Regions from separate parts of the Mus musculus genome. Here regions 2, 3 and 4 are each linked to region 1. The links are chromatin contacts, called in public Hi-C and HiChIP or PLAC-seq maps. All regions are on one chromosome and are shown on one strand. Each heading gives the region's core, a stretch centred on a gene start, on an enhancer-like site or on the middle of the called end of the contact. The rest is flanking DNA. Distances are from core to core; before and after follow the strand shown.

The links. HiChIP or PLAC-seq counts read pairs in DNA pulled down with a chosen protein or histone mark. Hi-C and Micro-C count contacts between places; a contact is called where the count stands out from the background.
Region 2: a Hi-C map of cortical neurons shows a contact between it and region 1, with 4 times the contacts expected there. The contact joins two enhancer-like sites. A contact is called at or near these places in 1 of 15 datasets of contacts at CTCF or cohesin (large pre-B cells), 4 of 484 Hi-C or Micro-C datasets (B cells, CD4 T cells, cerebral cortex and 1 more), 2 of 115 datasets of contacts at active chromatin or transcription factors (fibro-adipogenic progenitors and large pre-B cells) and 1 of 9 other capture datasets (embryonic stem cells).
Region 3: a contact with region 1 is called in an H3K4me3 HiChIP or PLAC-seq map of embryonic basal ganglia, with 4 times the contacts expected there. The contact joins two enhancer-like sites. A contact is called at or near these places in 1 of 15 datasets of contacts at CTCF or cohesin (the NIH/3T3 cell line), 3 of 115 datasets of contacts at active chromatin or transcription factors (embryonic basal ganglia, fibro-adipogenic progenitors and large pre-B cells) and 1 of 9 other capture datasets (embryonic stem cells).
Region 4: a RAD21 HiChIP or PLAC-seq map of pro-B cells shows a contact between it and region 1, with 7 times the contacts expected there. The contact joins two enhancer-like sites. A contact is called at or near these places in 3 of 15 datasets of contacts at CTCF or cohesin (the NIH/3T3 cell line, large pre-B cells and pro-B cells), 6 of 484 Hi-C or Micro-C datasets (the CH12 cell line, LSK cells, bone marrow-derived macrophages and 3 more), 5 of 115 datasets of contacts at active chromatin or transcription factors (the 230-238 cell line, fibro-adipogenic progenitors, large pre-B cells and 1 more) and 1 of 9 other capture datasets (embryonic stem cells).

The regions. Positions count from the first base shown.
Region 1 is chr13:83,653,907-83,656,438 of GRCm38.p6, forward strand. Mef2c (myocyte enhancer factor 2C) reads left to right here. Exons shown (of 11, transcript NM_001347575.1): 8 at 692-715; 9 at 1,601-1,730; 10 at 2,311-2,446. It overlaps Gm52044 (a long non-coding RNA gene), which reads right to left. Exons shown (of 3, transcript XR_003950630.1): 3 at 1-2,532. Among named protein-coding and RNA genes, the nearest start is that of Gm52044, 7.1 kb to the right of the region's middle. Within about 2 kb of position 1,260, at least 40 of the 459 cell types and tissues checked have an H3K27ac peak or open chromatin away from gene starts, as enhancers often do. A contact at or near this core is called in cortical neurons, embryonic basal ganglia and pro-B cells, where this site is marked.
Region 2 is chr13:82,911,872-82,914,403 of GRCm38.p6, forward strand. No RefSeq gene overlaps it. Among named protein-coding and RNA genes, the nearest start is that of Gm33073, 210 kb to the right of the region's middle. Within about 2 kb of position 1,265, at least 7 of the 459 cell types and tissues checked have an H3K27ac peak or open chromatin away from gene starts, as enhancers often do. A contact at or near this core is called in cortical neurons, where this site is marked.
Region 3 is chr13:82,973,348-82,975,879 of GRCm38.p6, forward strand. No RefSeq gene overlaps it. Among named protein-coding and RNA genes, the nearest start is that of Gm33073, 150 kb to the right of the region's middle. Within about 2 kb of position 1,269, at least 7 of the 459 cell types and tissues checked have an H3K27ac peak or open chromatin away from gene starts, as enhancers often do. A contact at or near this core is called in embryonic basal ganglia, where this site is marked.
Region 4 is chr13:83,054,792-83,057,323 of GRCm38.p6, forward strand. No RefSeq gene overlaps it. Among named protein-coding and RNA genes, the nearest start is that of Gm33073, 64 kb to the right of the region's middle. Within about 2 kb of position 1,265, at least 14 of the 459 cell types and tissues checked have an H3K27ac peak or open chromatin away from gene starts, as enhancers often do. A contact at or near this core is called in pro-B cells, where this site is marked.

The DNA.
Region 1 (2,532 bases), core at 10-2,509:
ATTCTCTGTTCTGTGCCATGCCTAGGAGTGAAATAGTCCTGTGAACTGATTGTTTATTATATATTCATTTTGTGCATTTAGCTAAAATCAAATAACATGTGACATTTCCTTTAGAAAAGCCTGAGTCTAAGAAATAAAACCTCCCACAGTGATGCTGTGAGTGTGGGTCAGGCAGGGCACACAGTGTCTCTCATCACATTTATCCCATATCCCTTAAAACTGACACATTCCCATGGATCAGCCCCCCCTTTCTCTCTCTCTTCTCTCTCTTTCTCTCTCTCTCTCTCTCTCTCTCTCTCTCTCTCTCTCTCTCTCTCTCTCTCTCTCGCTCTCTCTCTCTCTCGCTCTCACTCTCGTCATGTATGACTCCCTTTTCCTCTAGCAAGTAGGGTTTAAAGTAGATTCCTATTATCTTTTTATCAAAGTATGGGGCACAACAGTAAACAGAGAGACAATGACCTGTGCTGCAAACAAGATAGACAGTCTTCAGGTTTGAGACAAGGAACACCTCACTAAGAGAAACAAAGAATGTCTTTGTTAAGGAGTTGTCTTTGGCATCCCGTGTGCCAAGCTGTTTAAACTGTTGCGTCTATCAGAAGATGCATCTCCTTTTGCTAGAAAGATTTTCACAGTTATAAATATTTACAGACACTAATTAATAAACTCCTTCCCTCCTTCCCCATGCTCTCAGTCTGAGGATGTGGATCTGCTGTTGGTAAGTGGGAAGGACTCGTCCCTTGAAGGGCATGCTCGGGAAGATAACAGAACTACCTCAGTGAAAGGTGCTAGCTGTGATCAAACAGAAAGATTTTAAAACTTACCTCAATAAATGAGGGTACTGATTATGCTTAAACACCATTAATTTCTAGGATCATTGACAGCCTGTGGAAAGCATAGCTGGTTTTTGTAGGCCTTTTTCCTCTGTCCCCACCTTTTACCTAAAGACCATGTTTTAAATATTAAGACTGAACTTACTCTAAAATAGAAACACAAAAATGCATCTTTAGCTATTAAATAGTAAGACACTTATTCTTTCAAAATTTAAAATACCAGGATTTTGAGCGTAAGCATCCTTTACCTCCTGGCTATTAGGAGTTAAATACTGGCATTAGCTACTTTGCCATCCTTTTGCAAGGAAGTCGAAGCAGAAGAAAGTGGTCATAGCGCCACCTGCTGGCCATAACATAGCCTGAATCATATCTATCAGCTCTGCTGTACATAGAACTGATCACAAAACCCACTATGGTTGATTTTAATTTTTTAATTTGCATTTGAATAAAACTGAAACAATAGCAGTACAGTATACATATTTCATCAGTTCTCAACGTAGTCTGTTTTTACCCATAATAAAGCTATGGTACTTGTTACTAGTTCAGTTGCCTAGGAGATACTGATGTAATGGGTTACTATGGCAACAGCTGGTCTCTTGAAGGATTGTAAATGATAGGGTTGGCAGAGTTCATAGAGACACATGTTAAATGATTAATTTCATGAGCTTTGTACCAACTTATTTCTTTATGTGAAAAACTAATAGTGAGACCTAATATTTTTAACTTTTTAAAATCTGCCACCAATAATGTCTTTTTATTTACTTTAAAAGAATCAAAGGATAAATAACTCCCAGTCGGCTCAGTCATTGGCTACCCCGGTGGTTTCCGTAGCAACTCCTACTTTACCAGGACAAGGAATGGGAGGATATCCATCAGCCATTTCAACAACATATGGTACTGGTGAGTAGCTTTGCTATGTGCAAATATTACAGTAAACACTTTAAAAAGCATATTTTAAAAGTTATTTTCTTTGCCCTGTTGGGAGCTCGTGTGGGGCCTGTGTCCAGAATGCATGGTACAAGCACCTCTGTCTTACTCAGTGATCTACAGTGCTCCTTTTTAAGTGATGGGAAGTTTTATTTACTCAAATCGAATTCAATATTTCAAAGAAACTGAGCTACTGTCTCTTTAATGTAGTAGAACACTCACTTTCTTGAAGATTTTTAATGTAAAACCTATTTCTAGATCATAAAATATATAGATCCTTTACACTTTTAAACAAAGCTAGTATAATGTGCTAACATTTCAGGATCTATTACTGTGGATCTAGTGTGACATCCTTACTCAGATGGATAATATTTTTTTTTTCTTTTTAAATTCAAATTATCCGTGGTGTTTTATTTTCTTCTTTTCCTAAATCAAAAAACTTTGATTCAAAGTATGTTTTAGAGGTTGAAACTGTGTGATTTTGCTTACCATTTGACAGTCTAATTGTCTCTCTCTCTCTCTCTCTCCTTGCCGCTCCTTCGCTCCCATCTAGAGTACTCTCTGAGTAGCGCAGATCTGTCATCTCTGTCTGGCTTCAACACTGCCAGTGCGCTCCACCTCGGCTCTGTAACTGGCTGGCAGCAGCAGCACCTACATAACATGCCGCCATCTGCCCTCAGTCAGTTGGGGTAAGCAATAGTTATGTCTTTATTTCATAATCAGAGACTGTATCTTTTACATGATAGAAGTCTGTCTTCAACAATGCGCTTTCATG
Region 2 (2,532 bases), core at 15-2,514, 740 kb before region 1:
TACTGTGAATATAGTGGAACAAGTGCCCCTGTGGAATGGTGGGGCATCTTTTGGGTTTATTGTCTCTTTCCTTGTTGGCCTTTTCATCCTACTGATTTCTAAGATAACTATATTAACAAGCCCGAACCGACAAATATCTTACCCTTCAAAGCTCACTTCAGGTGACTTCAAGCAAGGAAACAAGTAAACAAGAAAACAAAACCAAAAATACAACCCTCTTCTTTCAGAGACCAATTTCCGGAAGAGCGTCTGCACAAAAACAGCAACTAGAAGTGATTAGACTTGTAAACAGCGAGGTTTTTGTTGTTGTTGTTATTGCTGTTGTTTGATTATAGTGAATAGCCTAGAGTCCTAACATGTAAGTAATACTGAGCAAAATCTATTCAGTTTATTTGCTGTGCTATTTCTCCCTCTCTGTTAGAAACTCAGAGCTTCTAATTTATCTAAAACTGTTCTTGGATTGACATCGGCATTGTTACTACAATGAGGTTTGGTTTCAAAGTGGTAAGTGGGCATGTAAGAGGGTAGTCACTTCCACTCATGACTACAGCTGCCCACATGTGACAAATGCCATTATCATCATGGGTCTTATTACCCTGAGCCACTAGGTGCTGTTGGAACAAATGTTTGTCATTAACAGTCTGATCCTTGAATATGTTATATTTTGCTTCGGGTATTTGGGTTATTGTAACAGCTGTTTGTAAACATTTTAAAGTCCACATTAGCAAACAAATGCTTAGGGATATTTTGACCCAAATGTCTGCCCCCTGAACCAAGTAAAGAATGCAGCATGGATGCCGAGGACACTTAAGCAACGGATTTAAATAGCAACCAGGATCAACTTCCTAGTTGAGGCATTTTCAGTCTCTGACTCCATTTGGGTCAATGTTCTTTGATCAGTTGGTGTAAGAACATTCATGGGTTCTCAGATTAAAGAAAGAAAGAAAGAAAGAAAGAAAGAAAGAAAGAAAGAAAGAAAGAAAGAAAGAAAGAAAGAAAGAAAGAAAGAAAAAGTAAACGACTAGCAGGTATTTGATGTGATTCAGGCTGGCAGTGTTCCACTAAGAATCAAAAATTTCCTCAATGATTGTTCAAGTTGCCAGTATCAAAGCGCAATCGCTTCCTTCAGAAACAGGGACATGAACAGCTTTAGAATTCGTCATCCGGTGAACGTTTTCATTCTGAAAATACCCCATGCTATTTTATGTAGTGGTAATGAGCTAGATATTTCTAGTGCTCGCCTGGGTAAGCAGTCACGAGGCTGTTGTGATAAATAAATAGTAAGAGTTACATTGCTCTGATAATAGCAGCTCTCATTGAAGGATGTGAATGTGCCTTGCAAGGGGAAAAAGCAATATAGAATCCCTAGAAAGGCTTTTATTAGCAGAAATGTAATACAACAATTTAAAAGGGGACAGTTATGCAGAGTAAGGAAGCTCTGACATTGTGTTTCTACTATGAATTGTAATTTGGGACATCTGGCCCCTCAACCCAGGTAATTGGAAAACTAATAACATTTTAAAGAAAAACATTAGTCCTTAGGATTTCTAGATCTAGTCAACTCACATAACCACCAGCAAGTTGTATCATTCACTGCTGAATAAACCCAGATATTTAAACTTAAATTTTACTGAAAATGTGGTGGTTATGACTATATTCTTTACTTCTTCTGCTTATTCTTTACGCAATAATTACTTGTGTTTAATCCATGGCCTCCAAAGTTAAAGGCATTTCTCATTAGAGTAATTATAAATATGTTGACTAATTGCTATTTTATGTACCACGATCATAGTATAAGATAAAATATTTCAGATTTATTTCTCAAAAATCTTTTTCTTAGGAAAATCAATATTTTAGATACTCCAGTCATAATTATAATTAGGACTAAATTAGTAACTGCAAAGTTAAGGTACTTTGGGTTCATGCTGAATGACAAAATCCAGTCAAATTTCAAACTGGGTAATAAATGGTTGACAGAATATAGTCTATAGGTGTGCTTTCATTCTAAATATGCATGCAAGTTTACTGACATTCTTTTAGTGCAATATTTTAGGGAAATTTAAATTTGTTCTAGTCTCAACATACATCTGAGCATATACACACATGTATGCACATGCACACACACACACACACACACATAGACAACACACATACACACACACACACAAGTGCACATAGACACACACACAGAACCCACATACACACCACACACACACACACATACACACACACACACACACACACACACACAGTACTTCTCACTCTATAGAGGAAAACCTTAAAATGAAGCTGATAGGGCTGTGTTCCCCTCTTTTTGAGTGTGATGGTTGTGACGGTCTTCACATTATTCACATACTTGTTGAAATAAAGATGGCCCTGTCATGAGTCATGCATTATGAATTTACTTATGCAATCAAAATTGGGGTAGGGACCTAGGAACAGATCTTGGGATCTTTTGAGCTTATTATTTTGAGCTTATTTTGACACAAACATTCTTTGTAGGTCAGACCCTGTTTATGTTAAGAGAAAGGT
Region 3 (2,532 bases), core at 19-2,518, 680 kb before region 1:
GAAGGGAGGGAGGGAGGGAGGGAGGGAGGGAGGGAGGGAGGGAGGGAGGGAGGGAGGGAGGAGGTAGGGAGGGAGGAAAGATGAACCACAAAAGCTTTTTGTGGGCTCTGTCAGGAGGGAGAGAGTATAGCAGTTTGAGTCAGGTAAATACTCTGCAGTTCACTTATATTTAAAATATGAATCACTGTAGAAAAGGAGTTGATCTTTTCTCGGTATTTTTTTTCCACATTCTCTTTGTAGAAGGGCCATTTTTTTAAAACTTTCATTTTCTGAATGCACATTGATATACTTCATCATAGAAAAGCATAACCTAAATATAATTTAACACATCTTAACGGCATTAAAGAACAAGTAAAATTTTAAAACCTAATAATACAGTATCCATGTATATCTGGGTAGAATGTCAGTAAGTCACACTATAATGATTCATATGTATCTCTGGGTAGAATGACAGTAAGTCACACTATAATGATTCACAGGTACTCTGGCCATATCTGCCAAGGATAGTCAGGTAGAAGAGAAGTCATTCCAGGTTCTCCAAAACAAATAGAAGACATTGGTTCTGACAAACAACAAATGTAATTGTTTTATTTATTTTGTTTGCTTTTTTAGTCCTTCTGTGCTCTCTCTCCACCCTCAATCCTTTATACTACGTGCAAGTTTAGTTTACTCTGCATGTTTAACCTAGTGAAACTTCTACCTTATCCTGAACAAGAATTGTTGAATCTGGGGGCTAATTGTGCTTTTCTTTTTGATTCTTTATGAGAAACCTCAACTTCTTACACATATTACTATGAAGTTTGTAATAAGAATTACATTTTAAAATTTATTATTGCTTTTACTATCTACTTTCATTACAAACTAGCAACATGCCAGACACCTTCTGGAACCCTCAAGATTCTGACAGAGATTGGGGGACTCAGAAGCCAAATGGGAATCATCAGGAGGAGACTTCAGTTATACAATCCATTAAATAAAACAATAGAGCCTGCAGCTGAGCTATTAAAAAGAGTAGAGCAATTTTTATTTCAATGGCTACATTTTATTTCCTCTTCTGAGTGACTGTTAACAAAGGGCCGCTGAAAGGACTGGATAAAAAGCAGGCATCAGATGCAGGATCCATGAGTTAAACAACATTATTAGATACAATTTCATAAAATCTAGTTGCTTTTTTGCTACTAGAAATCATGTCCTTTTGTCAACTTGTGGTCACATCAGCACTTCTGATGTAATTTGCTCCAGCTGCAGAGCATAGCTGGCCTGCAAATCAAGAACCAGAATGAGGACAGGCAGGAATAACTCAATGGCTTAGATAATGTGCAAATCACTACACTTCTAGCTATTAGTCTACTTTTTTTTTTCAAAAAATTTGGAAGAGGAAACATTTATCTTTAGGTAAACAGCCAATCAGCTACTCTCTTTAGAACTGGTTTTTTTGGTTATCTTTTACTGAAGTCTAACCAGTGTGTGTGTGTGTGTGTGTGTGTGTGTGTGTGTGTGTGTGTGATGCTTTGTAATCATGACATTATGTACTTTGTTCTCCATAGAAGATAATATGAGCACCTTGCCAAGCAGTAGCTGCTACTCCTCAATGCCCCTAACAATATTCTTCAGATTAAAATAAATATTCCTAAGCATGTTCCTTATCCTTTTTGCATTTCAAGTGTTTTTTTTCTCTGGCCTGCTATGCACAGGTTTACAAAATAACACACACCCTTCTGTTGACAAGCTGATCCAAATGCCTCATTCCAGACAGAACATGAACCCAGTCACAACTGAAATGTAATACTGTTTATTGATTCAGGCACGGATTATCATAGAGGCTTAACCAGTCATTCAGCATGGAACTTCAGGCTGCTCTTTGCTGTATCGGAAACTCTATTGACTTATATTGGAATCAATTACAATTGGATCTCAACCATTTAAAAGTTCAGCTCTAATTGAACACCCAGCAACCGTTGTGTATACAAAAAAAGAGTTTATAAACAAAACAAAGCTCAACTACTCTTGAATAGCTAAGCAAGTCAATATAGATGGTGAGCAAACAATTGGACAAGTTGCAGCATGCAAGGCTGCAGAAGCATAGTAAGTAATCCTAATGACAGGACCGCTGTACCCACTGTGCAGAGGCAACACCAATCTGTTGTTCTACCATACATCTTCTTTCCTAGACACCATAAGCGTCAAGTGCTGGATGCTGTCAGTAATTACAGCTCATCATGTCACCTGTTACCTTTGAGTATCCATTGCTATAGCCAGTACCCAAATCTGAAGTAATAGGTAGAATAGTTGCTTTATCTTTCTGAAACCTGTGGGAAATTTCATGAACACTGAACACATTTTCAAGCACCATTGTTTCAGAGAAGACAGAAAGAAGGAATATGCCACATATCCATGACACTATATCTGTCAGCCATTTGACAGGAAAGCACAGGGAGGTAGGCACGAATCTAGTGCTGTTTTCAATTAAAACACATTTCATAGGTGAATTTGCAAAGACTCAAAATTAAAAGTTGTTCTCTTATCAGCGTG
Region 4 (2,532 bases), core at 15-2,514, 600 kb before region 1:
CCTATGTAATACACATATAGATAGCAGAATCATATGCAGGAGCAATGAAAGAAAAAAAATAAGCCCTTCTCAGGCAGTTAAATGGATGTTTATACTGCAGTCAAGAAACTAGAGTAGCCTCAGAATGAAATACAATCTCCATGTGGCTCTTGAAAGAGATTGTGTGACTATATCATTAGAAAACCAAATAATTTTTTTCCACTCTGAGTCCTTTAACAAAATACCTGAATTTTGGCACAGAGAATAAGAGTGGGTCTTCTAAACACTAAAAATCTTTCTCTCGGAGGCCCTTTCAAGATGTTTTGGATGGCTCTCTGCCTCTCTTGCTGTCAGCCCACTCTCCCATCAGTGTGTGCAGAAGGTCAATAAAGCCCCTGAGCAGGGCTTCCGAGTGCCTGCGTGAGAAAACCTGCTGTTGTTGCGGTAAATGCAGTGTCCACAAATTCATTAGGAATGCATTTGTTCCTGGAAGTGCTAGCTATTCCAGTAACTGGCTGCCACTGAATGTGATGTTTTTAACCATATTCTCCACATTTGTGCAGATGTTTCAGGACAGAAAAACAGTTTTTGGTGGTTACTGCCTGCATCCATTTGTCGTTTGTTACTCGATAGCTCATTCTATCTTCCATCCACTGTAAAAGGGCAGACTGGGACAGCATAGTTAGATTTGGAGCCTTTTTATTAGATTTTATGGTGAAGGGGGGGGCGCTCTCTGGATGAAGAAAACCTTAATCAACACATTCAGATCTAAAGAAAATAAGTACAACACTGGGAGGAGCTTAAATGTTACAGTAACTGTGAAAAGTAGAAAAAACAGCATCCAATATACAACAGAGAAATTGTACTTTGTGACTCCACTAAAACATTGGAAATAATTCTGCTGAGTATTATTTCTCTATTGAAGAGAAGAAACATATTCAACATTTTTACCCTTTATGAGCAACACCTTTGGAAGCTCACCTTTCCAAATGTCCATAATACTAATAATATTTGCAAATTATGAAGCTAATTATAGGAAGGAAAATCAAGCTGTGACCTAACATAGCCAAGGTTTTATGAACACGGATATCACATAAGAAGGGCTCGTGTTTGTCTCTTCACCACTGAGAGTCAAAAGCACTACACAAAAACTGGGACACTGTGTTTTCCTCCTAAGGCAGCACTGGTCTGGATTTCTTAAAGCAATGTCACTTTAAGAGGGTGACAATGCTGGACTTCCTGTGATAACAGTGGCTGACATTGGCCACAGCTTCCTTGTAACCTGCAAGTTAAAGCTCGGGAGAAGTGCAAGGTCCTTCTATCATGAATGGAACACATCTGTCCAGGAAATACACTTCACTGTGCCAAAATGCTTTTAGTGTATCTGCCCCCTGAGTGCCCTATCAGGCTACAATTCACTGTCAGCAAGTACCTTGTAATTCCTTTCCTTTTATGTTGATGAAAGTCTTGATCTATTATGCCAATATTGCATACTTTCCACGCTCTCTCTGAAACTATTATTCAGTAATGTGCCTAGGAGATCACACTCTGTTACTTAGACAACCAACCTCAGTTAAGAGCATCAGTCTTTTCAGGGAAATAGAACCCGAAATAGGGCTTTGCTCTGTGGTTCAAGCACCATTCGGGGAGAGGGAAAAAAACACAGCATTAAAACAAAACAAAGAGACACATGGTAGATTGGACAGGATAGATACTTTTAGTGTGAGCCCAGAGCAATGAAGCAAGTATGGATGTGACAGTCTTCGTACTGCAACCTGGTGGATTAAGACCATAATCTAGTGTGTTAGAGCTAGGATGAGTCAGACTGAACTGGAAATCCCCTTGGGTTCTACTTATGGTTGAAGCAAGAACAGAGGCCCAGAATAAAACCCAGGTTGTCTCCATCCTTATTCTTGAGAAGCCTGCCAGTTTGCAGGTGGTCTTTGTTTCCTGTTACTCAGACATGCTGAAATGCATCATGGTCTCTGTGAAGAATATATTGCACTGTTAAGTTCGGAGCTTTTTGTTATAGCACCACTAGAAAAGCATCACAAGGGGGACTTAAGTTTAGAAAAAGTCTAATCTATACTGATGTTTATTCAGACTACAGAATTGGACAAAATGAACTAGACCTAAAAGGGTTGTAATCCATAGATCACTTTGCCCACCACAAATGGCATATCAAATAATTTCTGGATGAGTCCAAAGAACACTAAGTTTCCATTTAGGATTTCTTGAGTGGTTATCACACAGTAAGCACCACTCTGAGTGTGAAGGTTGAATTAAAAGTAACAGTTAACACATGAGATACAACTTAATTTGTGATAGGAAATATTTTAAGTATTTTTTTAAATGGGGTAGCATATATCTGCAATCTCAGTACTTAGAATATACAGGATCAAGAGTTTATAGAAATACTCTGTGATAAGCCGAGTTTGAGGCCAACCTGTGTTAGAGGAGACCCCATCTTAGAAAAACCAAACAAACTAACAAAAACAAAAACAAAGATCAAAACAAAAATCCTTACAGTGACCTAGAGAAAAATAGTATGCT